Regions from separate parts of the Triticum aestivum genome. Here region 2 is linked to region 1. The links are chromatin contacts, called in public Hi-C maps. All regions are on one chromosome and are shown on one strand. Each heading gives the region's core, a stretch centred on a gene start, on an enhancer-like site or on the middle of the called end of the contact. The rest is flanking DNA. Distances are from core to core; before and after follow the strand shown. Region 1 holds the start of LOC123102837 (amino acid permease 4-like). Region 2 holds the start of LOC123102839 (SWI/SNF complex subunit SWI3C homolog).

Region 1 (5,300 bases), core at 2,288-4,787:
TTCTTGGTTACTAAATAGTTGTTGCTATGTTGGTGCCAGAAATACGGGAATGCATGTTTGGGCATCCTTAACGGATCAGAGATTGGACTCAAGGATCTGAACATTGTTGGAGGTAGGAAGTTCAGGCATAACAACCAAGCAACATAGCTTGAAAGTCCATGATCTCTTTCAAATCATGTACAGCAAAATGATGCTACTTCTCTCTTGTTGCAGATATTACAATGCAGGATCAGATGGTGATATATGACAATGAGAGAGGGCAGATTGGATGGATCCGAGCACCCTGTGATAGAATCCCCAAGTTCGGATCTTCCCTTCTGTGATCATTTCACACACCTGAACATATATACCCTTAATTCTCTTCTGTTTATTCAAACAGTGAAAATACCATTCATGGATTTGAGGAAGGTTATTGTTGGCCCCAGTTCCCCAGCATCTTTGGTATTCAGAATGAAGAATGTGCAGCTTACTACCGTTCGTACAAAGAGTGAATAACAAGGGGAGGCCATTGGGTTGATGGATGGACAAAAATAATCATCCAGGGAGGCTCTATACACGAAGTTAGGAACGTGTATTCTTTAGAAAAGAGAGAAAAAAAAATCTGGTAGCCTGTAATCATCGCCATGTGCATATGAAATATATAATTATTCCGTTCTTATGAAGCACAGATGTTACTACTTCTTGTGATTACTTGAGATGTTTTATATGGAGCATATGGCGGATGAGGAATGGCTCTCTTGCAAATTAACCTGGACTGCGTTGCAGGTATTTCTGGAGTTGGCTTTCGGAACTTCAAGAACTGAAACTTGAGCAACTGAACCTGCCCTTGAATGCCAGTCAGTTTATTTCAGTATAATCTGTAGAATTGTTCTTTGTGTGTTAGTCTTTGGCGAAGTTTGTGATGCTTCCAGTTAAATCACCATGTTTCGGAACTGACATTTTTCACATCTAAAGTTATTCGTTGATAGAATTTGTATAACGGTTCATCTTCTGATGTTTCTCTTCAAAATTCATGTGGTTATTTTCCATGGTCAAAGAATGAAACCACCAAACTTTCGTCTCCAGTACAATTACAAATCTCTTCCTTGACTGTCCTTTGGCGAGAATTCTGTGGCGCACCGTGCAAATCGCCTTTAACATTACTTCTCCGAGTACGATCGGGTCGTTATTTGGAACATGGCTGGATGGGATAGAGTCCGATACAGCTAGATATATTCATGTAGGAGTGTATGCGTTGTTACGGGCAATTTGGAACTGCAGAAATGATTTGGTTTTTAACAAAATAACTACTATTCAATTTTTGCAGGTTATATTCCGTGCTACGGCGCTGATCCGTATGTGGTCCTTACTCACTCCGACGGAGGCCAGCGAGCGTTTGGTTACTGGATCTGTCCGGTGTGAGATGGTAGCGCGGGATATCTTTAATCGGTTTGGTTGGCGGTCATGTAATAGGATAGGCAATTAGTTTTCCTATCTTTATTTTACCAGCTGGTTGTGGCTCTTTGGCCTTTTCTTGGTATAGCTTCGAGGTTCTTTGTGATCTCGCCTTTATTTTGTTGAAGACTCTATGACTTTGTTGAACATATTTTATTTATTGAAGTAGCCGTATGCATCGTTCTGATGCAGAGGCCGAGAAGTCCCCTTTTCAAAAAGAAAAAACAATTACAAACGCGCCATGACAACTGACAAGCGTCAATGCATTAGTCTGCACCATCAATGCATACGTAATGAGGAATTCCCTATACTGAAGTATACGTACTTGATGACACCATACTACTCCTACTAGCCACTGAAAGGGCGGAACACCTTGAACGCGCCGACCATGCCGGCGATTGATCCCACGGTGGCGGCCACCGACACGACGAGGCAGGCGACGGTGAGCGCCTTGAGGCAGAGCCACCTCGCGCTCCCGCGCGCCACGGCGCGCTGCTTCATGTACATCTCCACGGGGAAGTAGACGGTGAGCGGCCAGAAGGAGAGCGCGCCCATGAGCCCCACGATGGCGCCGAAGGATGGCATCGCCATGGCGACCAGGGTGGTCAGGCACACGAACGCCGAGCGCCAGACAAGCCGGAGCGCGCTCACCGCGAACGGCCCCACCCCAAGTTCCCGCGTGACGAAGCCGCTCTCTGGCCATCTGGCGGCGGCCCAGCGCTCGACGAAGGCGAAGATGGGCTGGCAGAAGACCTGGTAGGCGCCGACGAGGTGCACGACGATGGCGGCGTTGGCGACGTCCACCAGCCAGAAGGGCTCGTAGAAGCCGAACCCGGTGAGGAGGTTGTCCGGCGCGCCGTTGCCGAAGGACGCGTAGCCCATGTACCCGCACATGACGTAGAACGCCGTGGTGGTGGCCACGCTCAGCGCCGTGGCCTTCTTCATCACGGCTGCCTCCGACGGCGGTGGCGCCTTGATGGTGTCCTGGATCTCGATGAGCACGTTGGAGAAGGAGTAGGCGAAGGCGATGTTGCCCAGCGCCTGCAGGACGCGCCACAGCTTCTGCATCACGGTGACGCCCGCCGTGCCGATGGCGACGCCGGTGAGGGTGCCTCGGAACCCGCCGTTGGCCACGGTCTGGGCGATCCCGAGCCCGAGCCCGATGCCGGAGTAGGTGAAGGACATGGCGGAGGCGACGACGGAGAGCCACCGTATCTGATCGAAGTTGGGTATCTGAGAGAAGACCATCTGCGCGGCGCCGAAGCCGATCATGTAGGGCGTGCTGGAGCTGTGGCACGCGTTGTCGTGCCCCTTGTCGTGGAAGCAGTTGGCCCTCGTGATGGCATGGAAGCTGATGGAGGCGGCGATGGTGTAGCCAATGGTGATGCCGACGAGGTTGGTGTACTGTATGACGCCGCAGAACTTCACCTTGGCGCCGCCGAGGATGGCTCGGACGGCCTCCATGTAGGAGTGGTTCCGGGTGCCGGCGGCAGGGTCGCAGGTGCGGTAGCAGTCGGCGAGAAGCGTGGAGCTGTAGTAGATGACGCCGCCGAAGAGCGCCGTGGTGGTGGGACCCGCGACCCAGCCGAGCTGCGCGGTGGCCCAGGCGAGCGAGAGGACGCCGGAGCCGACGACGGCGGTGACGATGTGCGCGCTTGCGGTGAGGACGGTGCCGGTGCGGCGCGGGCGGCCGTCGTCATCGAGCGCGGCCGCGGCGGGGTCGGCGAGGTTGCCGGCCTCGACAGACACCTCGAGCGGCTGGATGTGCACCATTGCGAGGCTCGGGTTTGGTGGCTTGGATTCACGAGTCACACGAAGTGTACATGCTTTACCGAATCGCAGTGGCACTCTCGCTTCTGTTCAGTGCCTCCGGCAGGAAGGAGGGACGCGAGTTCGAGAAATTGAAGAGGAAGACGAGGGGAATTGCCGTTGGCGCCTTCCAGCTTTTAGTTGCGTGCACCTGTCCAACGGCGTCGCCTCGAGCCCCTGTGCTCTCGTCGTCCATGGACGTGCTCTCCTCGAATGGGCGGTTGGACGACAACTGCTCGGCGAAATGCCAACACAGAAAAAGGAGGAAGAAGGCAAGATGCAAAATTAGATGCCATTTCAGAATGACATGTGTCGATTCTGTGTAATAAGTTGTTGATATTCTAACAACTCCGCATAAAAAATAATCACAGAAATCTAGACATTTATCGATCCATCCATAAGGTAGATCGGCGGCTACTCCTCTAATGCAAAAGTAATTATGCATCATTCGCATACCTGTAGCAGCTTCACATAGATCATATATTAATTGTCTCTCTCTAAAAATATAGAAAAAGGAGTCTGTGCGCCGAGATCCGTCATAAAAGGTCCAAGCCATAGCAAATGAGAAGCTATCCGGCTCGACAAAAAAGCTAGAGTTTCGAGAGAAACCAAAAGTGTCTGATTGCAATAGTTAAAAGAGTAATGCTAGACTTACGTAAGAAAGCTACGCACGTTTACGTAATAACCATTGTGGAAGATTAGGATTGGTTGTTAGAAGAGGCTGGGGCCCACCCCCTGAAAATCCGGAGGGGGGGGGTAGATTAGTTTCGCATGTTTCGTAGACTTACAGGCCCTTCGTAGGTTTAGCATTTTCGTAGTAAAAAAGAAGATAAATCTGACCTTCTTTTTAGGGTAAAATATGACCTTTGTTAGAAAGTAGCGAAAATATAACTTTTTACAAAAAGTTCACCCACTAAGTGTCATACATGTGACACGAAGCAACTTGGTCCAAACATGTTGATCTTTGTACATTCTGGTTGTGCGAATCTTATAGCAACTCACCTGGCTCTAATGCCACGTCAGCGACGTCAGCACACAGGGTCGTGCGGTGGAACCGCTGCTTGCCCGAACGCCCACTCACCCACTATTGTCACCCTCGCCGGTTACTCATTTATCCCCACCGCATTCGACTGCGCGCTGCCTCTCTCGTGGCGGCAGTTGGGTCGTTGGGAGGCTATTCAGCGGCAACTTCTCGGCGAAACCGCGGCGGAAGTGTCATGGAGGTCGGTCCCCATCGTCGGGAGTCCCCACTCAACCGATCCACCTTGTCGACTCCGAAGCCGCGTTGAGGTAACCGCGCGAATCCCTCATTGCTTTCATTTTCGCTCAGTTAACCCCTCGCTGCTCGCGTTTCATCTTGTTGGCGCTTCTCTTTCGACCCCGCTGCGGTTCCATGGTGAATCCGCGACGGAAGGGTGCAGGATGTTGTTCCCCATCGCCGGGGAGTCCCGCCGTGTAGATAGGATAGCCGCAGTTGCATTCCACCCGTGGCAATCTACACCACAACGCCGCGCAATTTTTTGTTCCCCCGATGCACCTCTGTGATTCCGTGGCCATTTTTGGGCGAATCCGCGGTGGAATGGTACGAGATGTCGGTTCTTGTTGCTGGGGGTGCTCCCCGCGGTGTAGCCATTAGTTGGCTTGAGTTCAGAGTTTTGACAGTGTACATGTTCATTCGTAGTGCTTTGATTTTGGTTGATTTGTTCGTTATGTATGAACCCTTGATTTAGAATGTTTTAGTGCAAACATTTGTTCGAGATCTTGCAGAAATTGTTATGTAGCGTGTCTCTGGAATGTTAGGCTTATGGCGGTTTTGCTATGTCAATGTACGCAATCATAGCAATTTGTTCTTGATCCTCAACTTTTGAATAAGAACATGGCAACTCCCTCTTATGGACTTACCATATTACTGAATACAGACATGGTAACCGCTCTCTGGAGCTGTATATGAACAGCTTGTCATATTGCTTAGTACGAACATGGCAAGTTCCTCTAACCTGCAATCCGTCAGTTGCCATGTCACTTAATAAAAACGTGGCAACTCTCTCTGGATCATA
Region 2 (5,300 bases), core at 1,390-3,889, 370 kb before region 1:
TATACAAAATACCACATGCTTCATCACATTAGCTGCAACTAGCTATACAAAAGAAGACCACCGCAGCTAGCTATACAAAAGAAGACCACCATAGCTAGCTATACCAAAGAAGACCACCGCAGCTAGCTATTCCAAAGAAGACCACTGCAGCTAGCTATACAAAAGAAGACCACCGCAGCTAGCTATACAAAAGAAGACCACCGCAGCTAGCTATACCAAAGAAGACCACCGCAGCTAGCTATGCAAAAGAAGACCACCCCAGCAGCTACATATCATACTCTCATCCTATTCCATCTCTTGTTCTCCTTGTGCCACAAGGTACTCAGAAAACATATCATCAGCTAGTTGTTGCCTAAAGTTGGACCATTCAGTAGTGACTTGCACACTTCTAATGAAGTTGTCATCATCTGGATCATCACTTGGCGCATTTGCTAATTCATTATCCACTTCAGGCAATAACAAATCATCCATGACATGATGTCTATCCCTTGCAAATTTGTGCAACACACAATAAGCACTAATAATTCGAATCTACAATGATATTTTAGTTCATAGTAAGCAATTGTCATCTCATATACTGATGTTATCTAACAACATATTTACTTTTTGTACCTGATCCTTTATGTCAAAGAAGGTTTGGGAACACAAGATAGCCCATTTTTTCTTGAACAAGCTAAATGTTCGCTCCACTACATTCCTAGCACGCGAATGGCGCAAGTTATATAACTCTTTAGCTGTTTGAGGCTGCTGTGCACTTGCAGCCCATTCTTTTAGATGATACCGAGTGGACCTGGATGGAGCTAGAAATCCTTCTCCATTGGTATAACCAGCATCAACTAAATAATATTTCCCTATATCAATAAGTTAGTTAACTAACAATCAAGTCAAAGAAACTACATGCCAAGAGTAAGAGTCGTACCCTTAGGCACAACAAAGCATCTTGGCGGTTCACCCTCATTGCATCACGCAAAACTCTCGAATCTGAAACTGAACCCTCCGAGCCATGTAACACATAAAGAAACTTCATGTTCCAATCAACAACACCTAGCATGTTAGTGGTAATGGCTTGCTTTCCGTTCCTATACCTTCCTTGGTCAGCCACATCAACAAGCACGTCAATATGACAACCATCTAGTGATCCAAGTGCATTACCAAACCACTTCCATTTGTAATCATCAGGAGCTTGAGAGGTAGAGGAAGGTAGCTTAATGAACTCCCCATGTAGAGAGAGTAGGGCGTTTAGGACAACAAAGAAGTGTGTGTTGATGGTCCATAAAGTACGCTTGTAGGTGCCACACAACATCCTCGTCTTAATACTATGACCAACTACAAGCAAAAACATTGCAACTTTCTCTTCCACGGTCACATATACACTATCACGAGGGCCACATCTCTCCCGTAACATGGTGCAAAGGTCATGAAAGTTTCGTTTAGTTAGGCGCAATTGATCATAGCATGCCATTGTAGATCCATCATACTCCCTCCGTCCCAAAATTCTTGTCTTAGATTTGTCTAAATACGGATGTATCAAGTCACGTTTTAGTATTAGATACATCCGTACCTAGACGAATATAAGACAAAAATTTTGGGACGGAGGGAGTACATGCATTTAAGCAAATGTTTCCTATTCCTAATCTTGTCCTCATCATCATTAAAAGTTCCTAGGTCCCCTATTCCGTTGTGTAGTAACAAAGGCTAATGCAAAAGCACATGTTTCAACAAACAATTTAGTCAGAACAATTCTTTTCCTCTCCCGTCTTTTATTTTCTTCATTTATCCACTCAACCAACTCCAATTGATCCGACATTGAGCTGCACAATTCGATTATCTAGGATTTAAACAATGCAGCAAGACATCACATGCACAAATGAATAGAAAACATAGGGGATTTCTGCCATATACCTTCACTTGGCTTGCAGATTGACGCACAGTTCATAGATCTGCACAATATATAAACAAAAAATTTAGTTAACATAGAAGAGAAAGGGAATGAACCAAGTTACATGTACAAGATTGGAGAAAGTAAATCCCGCTGTTGCCTGAGTGACTGTGTCGAGAGGGAGAAGGTAGAGCACGAGGCCGACTGGCGAGAGGGAGAAGGAAGAGCACCAGGCGGGTTGGCCATAGGAGACCTGCGCCTCCGCGACCGAAGCCCTGGTGGTGGCTGTCGTGGTCCTGGTGGTTGGGGACGTGGACAATGTGAGGAGGGAACGAGAAATAGATGGACTGGAGAACTGGCGCCTCCGCCGCCGCGGTCCTGCTGTGGCCGCCGCCGAGGCCCTCGTGGTGGCCCCCGAGATGCGGACGGGGATGGGAACGAGAGGAAGGAGCGTGGAAGGAGATGGGAAGAGGAGGAGGGAGTGGGGCCGAATCGGACCTCGGTGCGGCCGCGGAGATCCGTGGGACTTGCCGCCGAGATCTCTGGTGGTGGCGGCCGAGCTCCCTGGTGGTCGCCCCTGTTCCTCCCTTTTTTTTCTTTTTGCCCGAGGAAGGAGGGGATAAGGCAGCGAAGGGGTATGTTTTGCGGGAAAGGTCAATTCGGATTAAATTGGAGTGCAAGGGCTCAGTATTGTGGAACGAAGAGGTTTGATGGAAGAAAATACAATGCTGAATTTAGGTCTTATTTCCAAGCGACAATTCAGACTGCAGCCAAACAGCTGAATTGCAATTTGGAGAATACCAGTTCCATTTCAGGCATCTCAATTGGGCATCCAAACGCACTGCTAAGGTATTCGGATCTCAGAATTCAGAGGGAGAGCTGTAGGATGGAGTGAAAATTTCGGACAAGAGAGCTCAAATCTCCTCCTCACTCCTCTCGCACGTGCCTATCCGCCCCGCCGTGGCCCCCCTCACTCGCGGGCACACAGTCCAAGCTTCCACCACCGTTTCCGCCTCCGCCGGCGCCGGCGACGATGCCTCGCAAGGCCTCGTCCTCCTCAGGTACGCGTCCCAACCCCTTCGCACCTCGCAATTCTCCGGAACGAGCCCCTTCTCCCGCACTGACGCCGCCCTTCCCTCCCGAAAACCCTAATTCCCTCCCAGATGCGAAGCTCAAGTGGCGGAAGCGGAAGCGCTCACAGGACACCTCCCCATCGAAGCAGTCCGGCGGGGCCGACCACTCCGACGACTCTGACTCCGCAGCGGCGAACGACGAAGACGACGCGCTCCACGGCTCCGCCAACGGGGGCGAAACCCTAGGCGCCCGTGGCGGTGATGACGACACCGTGCCCGACCTCCGGGAGGCGGAGGTGCTCTCCTCAGCGGAGCCCGTCTCTGGCTTCCCCTCGGCTACCCGCCGCACTATCAGCCGGCTCCATCCCTCTGTGCTTGCAGTTATCGCCGCTGATCGTGCCTTGGCGGCTGGTGCCAGCTGTGCTTCGGCTCCGCCTGCACCCGCGCTGGAGAACATTTCGCACGGGCAGCTCCAGGTGCTAGCAGCCATGCTCCCTGACCACCCATCCCTGTCCAACGACCCTGACAAGCCGTCCTCCTATGTCTGCACCGTGCCTCCACTCATGGAATGCCAAGGCGTGCCCAAGCAGTTCTACAGCAAGTTACTCGTCGTCCCCAGACACGCAGGTTTGTTCTTGACGCCAATGATGCTTTCTAGCAAGCTAAAATTGTGGAGCAAATTGTTAATTCTCATTTGTTGGTCATGTGGGATGATTTGCAATTTGCAGATTGGTTCTCGCCGGCGACTGTACACAGGTTGGAGAGGCAGGTGGTGCCACATTTCTTCTCAGGGAAGTCCCCAGGGCATACACCAGAGAAGTACATAATGCTGAGGAATAAGGTGATTGTGAAGTATTTGGAGCGCCCGTCAAGGAGACTTGCATTTGCTGAGTGCCAGGGGCTTGTTACAAGCACGGCTGAATTGTATGACCTGAGTCGGATAGTCAGGTTCTTGGACACTTGGGGGATTATTAATTACCTCGCGGCTGGATCTGTGCACCGGGGCTTGAGGCTGGCATCATCTTTAATCAGGGAGGAGCAAACAGGGGAGCTGCAGCTGGCGTCTGCACCATTGAAGTCAATTGATGGTCTGATTTTGTTTGATCGGCCAAAATGCAGTGCCCGAGCAGAGGATATCGCTTCTGTGGCATCAACTTCGTCTGCTCTGGAGGTGCCAAATGGTGATACTGGCTTTGCAGACTTGGACGAAAAGATTTGGGAGAGGCTGTCTGAGAACTTCTGTAGTTATTGTTCACAACCTTTGCCCAGTTTGCACTATGAATCACAAAAGGAGGTGCGTACAATTATAACACTATGAATTTTTTTCCCGTTCTCCATATATGGGATTATTTATCCACGTTTTTAGAGAAAATCTTTCTCCACATCGTCAGAACTGTTGTTTATGCAATTCTCTTCACATTTTTAATTGATTGGGTTCTTTTGTAGAATGATTCCATATTATTAATTTTCTCACATTGAAAATTTAGTATTGGTTTACCACATGAGTATGCTTGAAGGGTACATTTCAACTCTTAAGCTCATTTGCAATTTTAAGTACCGAGGGCTCGATAGAATGGTTTGATTAAAAGAGTATCAGTGAGTATCACCGTGTTGCAAATTATCAATGTATACTTGCTTTGTAAAGTGACAATTATCATGTTAGTCATACAGGGCTGCACATAAGAATTTGAGGCCCTGGTGCTAAACACAATGTGTGCCCCTACATTTTGAAAATGCCAATAATCAAACAATTATTCTATTTTATTATATAATTGCAACATATGTTTTTCTTACAACAAAGAATTACATTGGACATTCATGGTAAAAGAATTACATTGGATATTTATGGCGGTCTTCAGTCACTAAACTTACCTGAACCTGTATAAAGCATCATCCAGCTAGTATCTCTTGAAATGAAATTTTCATAGTTCATCATTCTGAAAACATCATTTTGAAGTGCATATAACTGCAATATCATTATCATGATTAATTGGTCCTGAATCATTATCTGCACTTTGAGCCTCAACTGATAGGAGGGGAATTAGGAGTAGGGATGGATCCACTACCTCGGATGGTTCTATTGTTTTGCAGGAGAATCACTTAGTGCCTCTTTGATTTAATTGGTTTTCATGGAAATTTTGGAGGATCAGAATGGTTAGAAAATGTTCTCACGTGGCCTGTTTGATCTGTGGGATCTCTTTCTAAGGATTCCTTTGCACTACATTACCTTTCATTGGAAATTTTCCATCCACCAGCTAAAAGAATCCTTTGTTTTTCATGTGCTGCAATCAAACAGACATTATGGCAAACAAAATCCTGTAGGACTCAAGTTGGCATGTCATTATAAT

What was found. A called contact is a pair of places that touch in the nucleus more often than the background predicts.
Region 2: a contact with region 1 is called in a Hi-C map of leaf, with 7 times the contacts expected there. The contact joins the promoter of LOC123102839 here to the promoter of LOC123102837 in region 1. A contact is called at or near these places in 2 of 5 Hi-C or Micro-C datasets (both in leaf).

The regions. Positions count from the first base shown.
Region 1 is chr5A:226,643,427-226,648,726 of IWGSC CS RefSeq v2.1, reverse strand. It overlaps LOC123102837 (amino acid permease 4-like), which reads right to left and starts at 3,537. Exons shown (of 1, transcript XM_044524272.1): 1 at 1,419-3,537. The coding sequence starts at 3,207. The coding sequence ends at 1,783. It overlaps LOC123106783 (a long non-coding RNA gene), which reads left to right and starts at 4,316. Exons shown (of 3, transcript XR_006451484.1): 1 at 4,316-4,533. LOC123102838 (aspartic proteinase Asp1) reads left to right here. Exons shown (of 9, transcript XM_044524273.1): 7 at 40-112; 8 at 214-301; 9 at 380-662. The coding sequence ends at 491.
Region 2 is chr5A:227,007,905-227,013,204 of IWGSC CS RefSeq v2.1, reverse strand. It overlaps LOC123102839 (SWI/SNF complex subunit SWI3C homolog), which reads left to right and starts at 2,639. Exons shown (of 9, transcript XM_044524274.1): 1 at 2,639-2,940; 2 at 3,043-3,579; 3 at 3,681-4,246. The coding sequence starts at 2,913.